3 separate regions of the Gossypium arboreum genome follow, and regions 1 and 2 are each linked to region 3. The links are chromatin contacts, called in public Hi-C maps. All regions are on one chromosome and are shown on one strand. The core of a region is the stretch at or near the end of the contact, and the rest is flanking DNA. Distances in the headings are between cores, read along the strand shown. Region 1 holds the start of LOC108473779 (acidic leucine-rich nuclear phosphoprotein 32-related protein-like). Region 2 holds the start of LOC108471970. Region 3 holds the start of LOC108471141 (F-box protein At5g03970-like).

Evidence for each region. A called contact is a pair of places that touch in the nucleus more often than the background predicts.
Region 1: a contact with region 3 is called in a Hi-C map of leaf, with 2.8 times the contacts expected there. The contact joins the promoter of LOC108473779 here to the promoter of LOC108471141 in region 3. A contact is called at or near these places in 2 of 5 Hi-C or Micro-C datasets (both in leaf).
Region 2: a contact with region 3 is called in a Hi-C map of leaf, with 5 times the contacts expected there. The contact joins the promoter of LOC108471970 here to the promoter of LOC108471141 in region 3. A contact is called at or near these places in 2 of 5 Hi-C or Micro-C datasets (both in leaf).

Annotation. Positions count from the first base shown.
Region 1 is chr11:27,917,750-27,920,449 of ASM2569848v2, forward strand. LOC108473779 (acidic leucine-rich nuclear phosphoprotein 32-related protein-like) reads right to left here and starts at 1,263. Exons shown (of 2, transcript XM_017775530.2): 1 at 1-1,263. The coding sequence starts at 695. It overlaps LOC108474177 (plant-specific TFIIB-related protein 1), which reads right to left. Exons shown (of 3, transcript XM_053022052.1): 3 at 1,634-2,700. The coding sequence ends at 1,889.
Region 2 is chr11:27,584,715-27,587,414 of ASM2569848v2, forward strand. LOC108471970 reads right to left here and starts at 1,268. Exons shown (of 2, transcript XM_017773505.1): 1 at 1,168-1,268; 2 at 1-368. The coding sequence starts at 1,268.
Region 3 is chr11:27,750,522-27,753,221 of ASM2569848v2, forward strand. LOC108471141 (F-box protein At5g03970-like) reads right to left here and starts at 1,408. Exons shown (of 2, transcript XM_017772732.2): 1 at 1,201-1,408; 2 at 1-488. The coding sequence starts at 460.

The sequences.
Region 1 (2,700 bases), core at 13-2,512, 170 kb after region 3:
TTTACCCTTCCACCCGTGTCTGTCTCTTCTTCATCTGCATCACTCTCTTCATCCTCATCAACATCAACAATCCCTTCACCTCCTTCACTATGCCCGTTATTCATTCTGTACTGCCTATCATCACCATCAACCTCCCCACTCCCAGGATCATCTTCATCATCCTCATCCTCATCCTCTTCATCTTCCTCTTCCTCCTCATCATCCGATTCTGGCCTTTCATTTTCCTCGGCGTCCATTTTATCTAAATATTTCAACGATTTAATCAACCCAAAAACCCTAGATCGATAATCCTTGACCCTGGTAACCGGGCACTCATATAGATCGAGGGAAACAAGCTTAAGCTGGGCAAGAGGGGCAAGAGCCTCTATATATTGAATCCGGTTATTAGACAAGTCAAGGTCCCGGAGCGAGTCAAGACCAGCTTCAACGAGGAATTCTAGGCCACCGGCTATTCTATTGTCTGAAAGGATTAATTTCTGGAGATTTCGAAGACGAGGAAACTGTTCTAGAGATGAAACACCGATATTGGCAATTGAAAGGTGTAGAAGATTCTCAAATTTTTCCAAAAGGCTCGGCGGCGGGAGGCGACCTTGAACACACTTCACCGCACCGTCAAGTGTCAAGGTTCTAACCGCCGCGTGGTCCGCTTGCCCGTCTAACGCTGTCTCCACCGCTCTCTCCCAGATCTCATCCATCAAATTCCACACCGTTTTTATCTCATATAGCCCCTATTTATATCAACAAAATACCAGATATAAAGCTTGTTTCTTATATTTCTAAAGTGAAATGGTTCAAAAGGATGGTTCGAAAGGGACGAGATTATGGAGTGTCATTCCAGAAAAGAGGAAAGTTAATAATAGTACAAGAAATTCAAATGGAGGAAACTACAAATTTTGAGTAAAACTTAAACGAAACCCTAACCCTAGATTTTGAAGATCGAGGAGAGGTTGTTCTGTTTTAATCTATTTCGGATGGCTTTAAACCCTAAATATTTTTATTTTTACCAGATGTACGGGATTTGTTCTTTCAAGTTCCAAACTTGAGAATAAAAACTCAAACACAGAGATTAAATAAATAAAAAGAACCATAACAATTTCCTCTCCTTTTTCTTTTTTTTCTTTTTTTTTTCCTCCCTCTCTCTCTCTCACTTTTCTCTTTTTATTGGTTATAAGAGTGGACGAGTCGGGATAAACCTCGAGCAGAGAAGGTGGGACCGGAGGGGGTGGGGGGGGGGGAACTAGACGGCTCGTGGTTCGTGGCTGCGGTTTTGTTTTAGCGGGGGAGGTGGTTTTGTGAATTATTGGACGAAGGTGAACCAATGGATTGAGGAAGACACGGATCGTTGACGTGGATAAAATGAACGGTAGAAATTTCAGGTTGGTGTGTTTGTTCTCGAGAAGGATGTAGACAGATGAGAGATAATGAACTGGAGCGCAGGTTTGACACGTCATTTTGATTGTAAATATCGGGAATATTAGGAGAATGCCTATTAAGTTGGAGGAAATTACGGAACTGCCATCGGGCGTTGTAATTAGCAGGCCCAGCTTCCTATGGCCCAAACTCAGAATTTCCATGACAATGACAGTAGTAAAATAACAACACTACACCACAGCAATGGGAATAAATTCTTAGCTTTGCCACCAAGGAGATTTTAAATTGCAACCCTGAAGCGTGGCGCTCATCGCTGAAAGCACAAATGATGCTATCACTGTCCACACTGAATATCGATGTAAACCATGAAACAACTATCGCAATGTGACATTACGACTGTTATTTTTAATCCTGCAAAACTAGTGAAAGTATAAGCAGGTGTATAAAACAGGAATAAATGTATCGTTATTAATTATGATGTTCGACAACAATTCAAGCCAGGACCAGTTCTAAATTATCATTTGGAATCTCCACTCGGATTGGTAACTTTACTTCCATTTTGAGTCCCGGATCCTTTAAGCTCAGCAAAACCTGGTGGCAACTTTGGAGGATGCACAATAGGCATGTTTGGCGAAGGCCCTGATGAGGCTGGCGAACGAAATGGCCAAGTGATGGTACTCACATTTGAAGCAGGAGAGCTTGAGAATTGGCTGGGCCTTAGGGAACTACTAGCACCCTTGGTATCTGTCTTTGGCATATCTACTTTATGTTCCGACTCTGGACAGCTTGGTTGTGCTTCTCTAATGTCTCCTCCAATGGTAGTCTGGTTTTTATCTCCTACCGTCCTAACACCGGGAGCCCCAAACTGAAGCCAGGGCTGCCTGAAATGTGGTGGCCGGTTCAACATAGCAGCATGGGTTCCAGAAGAATTTCCATTGTTTTCTGCATCATCTTTGCCTCTAGCTTGAAGGCCGGCTTCTGACACGTCATTAGGCTTAATTGGCTTTGAGTCTTGCTGCTTATCTCGGTCTGCTGTAGAACTCAGATCAATTGAATCAACTCTAGGCACTGAAGATCGGCCTGTGGCAATTGTAGTTGTAGGAAATGCTTTCTCGGGAGGGACAGCTGGAGTATAATTAGACGGAAGTAGATCATCCCAATTCTCTAATAGCTCCTTGTAGACTTTTCGGAGGGTGACTTCTGTGAGACCTGTCACCTTACATATCTCAGCCTGCGTCTTCCGTTTGTCTTCTAATTGGCATGCCAGATATATAGCAGCTGCAGATATACTAATCGGATTTCGGCGAGTGCAAAAGCATTTGTTGATCA
Region 2 (2,700 bases), core at 18-2,517, 170 kb before region 3:
GCCCCTCATCTATTTTAAGGCCCTCAACTTTGTTAGCTCTCCGTCTCGCCATCGTTCGACCATGAAAATACTTTGTGTTTCTATCATCATTCTCTAACCAAGCAGTACGTGACTTTTGGAACCAAAGAAGTTCCTCATGATTTAACAAATCATCAATTTCTCCTCGTATTTTAGCCTCGCTTGAGACCAAGTGTGATGATCGCCTAACCTCCAAAATCCTTTGAACTCTACTAAGCTCCGACACCAGGTCTTTCTTTCGAGTATAAATGTTCCCATAGACCTTATTCCAGTTCTGTAACACCGCTATGAGTTGATCCAAATTCGAATCTACCTCAAGATCACTCCTCGAATGTGTGTTAAGAATGTACCTAAATTCTAAATGAAGTAGCCAACTTGCAAAAAATCTGAACGGTCGTTGACCACCACATTATTGTCTGATCTAAAAGCCACTAAGATCGGTCGTAAGATTTTAATCTCTGTAGATGTCGAACTGAATAGTTTGGTGCAAAATCCTTCCATTTCGAATTGCATAGAGCCTTATCCAAACGCTGAAACAAATTCCCTCTATTCCATGTGAATCAAGGCCCCCAAAACCCCATATCCTAGAGTCTATGATTGAAAACAACACCTTGAAATAAATCACAACTAAATACCACACGAGCTGCACCTTCTTTCCTGTTCGAACTATCCAAAATCGAATTAAAATCACTCGCTATAAGCCAAGGCTCATTAACAGATTCAACAATTAGGTCCAGAACCTTAGCTTGAGGACTCGTGTAAACTGCTGAACACATGAAACTAGTCGCTCCTTTCTTGCTACAAACTCTTATGTGGATCACTTGAGCATGTAGATGGATGGTTTCCATATGTATGTTATCATTCCATAAAAGTCAAATACCCCTAACAAAACCAATAGATTCAATTCGAAATGAATTTTGATATCCCAGTCTCCCAATTCTATCATCAGCTTTATTTCCACTGATCTGGGTTTCCACAAGACAAAATAAATCAATATTAAAATCTCGCATGTATTCCCTCACAAAATTATGAAACCTAGGATCACCAGTACGCATGCAATTCCAAAACATTAGTCTTGTGTCCATAAAAAAATATAATGGTAACAAGTCAACGAAAAACAAATCAAATTAGCAGTTAACTTCTGCTTGCCCGCCCACTGTTTCAGCCAAATCCTCAACCACCATTGCTTCTTCACTAGCTTGTTTTCTCAGCTTGTTGTCGTGCTTAATGTTATCAATAATCTCTCTCATGACTGTTCCGAGCTCTACCAAGGACTATTCTGAACCCCTGAACTCCATTTCTGGCGGTCTTGTTTGCGCCAACTCATCCATTAGTGTCGACCTCTGATCCATGCTTTCACTGACCATGCTTGACTCACCGAAGTTGAAGTTTACAGAATCGACCCCAAGCCCCGAAGTAGTCTGCCTTGCCTGAATAATTCTCACTGCTTTGTTCTTTCTACCATCTAAAAGGGCCTTGATTTGGACAGCCTGAAATCCAAATGGGTTCTCACCAGCCAATTCTAAAACCTTACCCATTTTTGCCCCATCATTCAAACCTTTTCGGCATTTCCCTAACAATAGCCCACCAGAGTTAGTAATGGGTTTCAAAACTTTAAGACTCACTTTTGGCCCACTTCTTCTTTGGTTTCACTTAGAGCAACAAAATGAATTGCATCACTTTGGACTTGCAACCATGTGGATATGATTTTCGCATCTAAAAAATATAAGATTGTAAAGTACTATAAATAAATGTGATTTCTCTACTTTTAAATTATTCTAAAATTGTTATTTTTCATAAGATTATTTTCATTTTTTTTTTGCAGTAAAATATATTTGGTTGTGTGTAATTTGTTGAACTTAAATCCCTCTAAGTTTTTTTTTGGAATTAAAACTTATAAATCTTTAGTATAATAATTTGCTCTCTTCTACTCCATACGCACAATAGATATAAAATCTGCTAGAATAGATGACTCTATACGCACAGCAGATATAAGATGTGCTAGAATAGATGATGACTAGAATAGATGATGATTGATGCGACCAAGGGCGAAGCTGGGGGGAGGGGGGAGCTGGCATGGGCCCCGCCCCCCTTAAAATGTAAATTTATTCTTTTGGTCTTTAAAATTTTTTAAAAATTTTAAATTAATAAATATAAAATTATACTTTGGCACTCTTAAAATTATAAAAATTTGATTTAATCCTTTACAAATTATAAAAATATAAACTATAAAAAAATAAAATTTTATCTGACCCCCTTTAAATATTTATTCTAAATTTGCCCCTGAATGCGATAAAACTAATTGGTTTGGATCTGGAGGGAAAAGCAAGTGTGGGTTGGTGATAGCTGAGACGCCAAGATGTTGGTCACCTATGCGTGAATATTGACATGGGCGATTTCAACCATAGTTTCGAAAAGGTTAAGAACATGATAATTTTTACATGTGATTGAAAATTGTTTTCATTTGTTAATTGATGTTTGCTTTATTAGTAAGAGGTTGGTATTAAAGTTTCTTCAAAAGTATATATGAGTAGCCAAAGTTAATATCTTTTTAGAGTAATTATTATTACTAAAATTATATATTCATAATTTACTAAAATAATCTTAAATAAGAAATTAGAGAATGAATTTAAATTAATCAATTAATGCTGCAACTTTTTGTTTACTTGTATCTAAATTATA
Region 3 (2,700 bases), core at 158-2,657:
GCACTACGGCAGGGTCAGACCCATGATCAGCATCTGGTTTTGGAAGTTTCTTCCACTGCTTGGTAACAGGATTGCAGATGTAGTAAGCCTTGTAACCAGTACGCCCCTGGCAACAAAGCAGCCCATTACAAGAGGACCTAATATCAACAGGTTCGGGCAGAAACTTTAGAGATGGGTCTGGAACACCATAAGCCACAGGGTCAAGAGACATGAATGACGGCAGACCTGCTTGTGATTGGTAAAAGAAACCCGAGACAGAATGGAAAGAATTTGATTGATTGTGCGCAAAGAAAGGTGTTGATATTAGATGCTTCCAATCCCGACAAACTCCAAAGCACCGGAAAAGTGATTTAGCAGGAAGGTAACGAAGTGCATTCTCCCTTACTATGTCTTTTAGATCCATGTAAATCTTGTTGTTTTTGTTACCATAGAAGTTAGTCAGCTTTTTTCCTCGATCCATTTAACTTGAACTTCCCCCACTTCTCACACTGCAGCCAGATATACAACATTACCAAAAAACCATTTAAAAGAACACAAATAATTACCCTAACAACATAGAATGGCGAAAGCCTGAAACAAAGTTACTATTACCAAAATTATACGTGCATAAATGCTTCAAAGACTATTCACGGTTCAAGAGTGACTTGAGATGGGTTCACTTACGAAATTTACCTTGAGAAATCAATATTTCTTTTTCAAAAATAACGTTAATCGTCCAAAATTTCAAAAATCTAAAAATAAAACTCAAACTTAATATCAGAATTCGCCAGACCTCCAAAGCACCCAATTTCACATCGATTCCTTTTATTTTCTTTTTCCAGTATTCAGAAGTACAGAATTTAATAATTCGAATCCGCAAATTAAAAAGGAAGGGGTTTCATTCTTTCTTTTTTTTTTTTTCCTTTTTTCTAGTTTTCTTTTGACTTTCCCCTATTCATTTTCTCGGCAACCAAACACATTGTAAGCGCATAAAAACCTAATGAAAAGCTAAAATTAAGAATTAACTAAAAAATAGGTACCACTAGTAAAAAGAGGAAACCGAAAACAGCAAACTCAAGAGAGAGAAAAGAAACATTAATTAAAGAGCAGAAGCCTAATGAACATAATTAAGGACATAAGCAGAGCTAAGAGAGCGATTAAAGGACAAAAATAAAAGCGAAATTATTATTAAAAGTGAAGAAAGTGAGTGAGAAGCGATACCTGTAAGATCTTTTACTTGGCTTTGATGTTGTTGATCTGACAAAGAGCTTTTTCATCTAGACTTTGGAGAGAAGTTTTTGATTTTGCTTGGGCCCTTCCTTTTTCGGCTAATATATAAAATTAATAACCTAGAGCAGTCTTCACGTCTATATGGAGTGTTTGGATATATGGATTTTGTAATAATTTCAATGGAAGACAGAAATTTAAAAAAATTTACTCTCTTTCAACTTTAATTTAACTCTTTGCCAGCGTTTCATCTTCTCTCATTTCAATCAAACGTCAAATATTACATTTCATTAAATATTTTAAAAATATAATAATAATTTACGAATTTATTCTTATTATATAAAATATAATATTTATATATTTAATTTTTATAATAAATTTTATTGTTATCAAATATTTGAATTAAACATTTAATATTAAATTTTATTGGATCATTTTTACATTATTTTTTCAAGCCCCAATGTAACATAATTTATTTTAAGTATTGAATTTTTTTTAAATATAATACATAACCGTAATGAAATTTGATTGATCACTTATCTTATCTATTTTACTTCTAATTCTAAATGGGTTGCCAATCATTTGTTCATTCTCAAAATCATACAATAAGCCTTAATTTTTTTTCCTTTTCCTCATAAAGATTCATAAATATTATAATAAAATTAAATTTTCAATTAGTATATCGAAAAAGACAAAAAATAATAGAAAATAAATATAATATGAAAATGATATAATATATATATGATTAAATATGTATATAAAAAATAAGATTAAGGAAAAAACTTACTTCTCAAGAATTCATAGTAGTAATAGAGAAAATCAAATAATAGGAAGGAGGAAGGAGGCAATAACTTCTTTTTATTCTTCTTCTTCTTTTACATTTATGGATAGATTAATACCTAAACTAATATAAAATAGGTTAATTTAGTCTTGTTATTTTTTAAATTTCTAATCTACATGGGAAAAAACATTCCCACCTTTTATCATAGGAATTACATTATTATGTTCATAGGAAAATAACTTCCAAAAAAAAGTTAAATTTCAAGGAAAGTAAATAAAAATTGATATATCAAATGTTGAAATCGTTTTCCGATTGATTAAATTTCCAAGAAAGTGACCACTTTCCATCATACCAATGTTACCTTAATATTTATTCATTTTGTTATTTTGACTCTATTTTTTTTTACTTTGACTCTCAATCTTCGAAATTTAGTTAATTTGCTTTTTTATGAAAAAATTGACTAAATTATTAAAATTTTAAAGATACTAATGTGACAGCTCGTGTGACAATTTACATGTACTTAATCATTAACGTGAATAGATTTTTTTTAACCATTTATGAACTTTTTTTTATTTTTAAATATATTTTTTATTTTTTGAACTATTATGAAATAAAAATGAACTGTCATATGACTTATCACGTCAATGGGTTTAAATTTTTAATTGTCAAGTCAACTTTTCCTCTAAAAAAAACTTCACTAAATTTTACAAGTT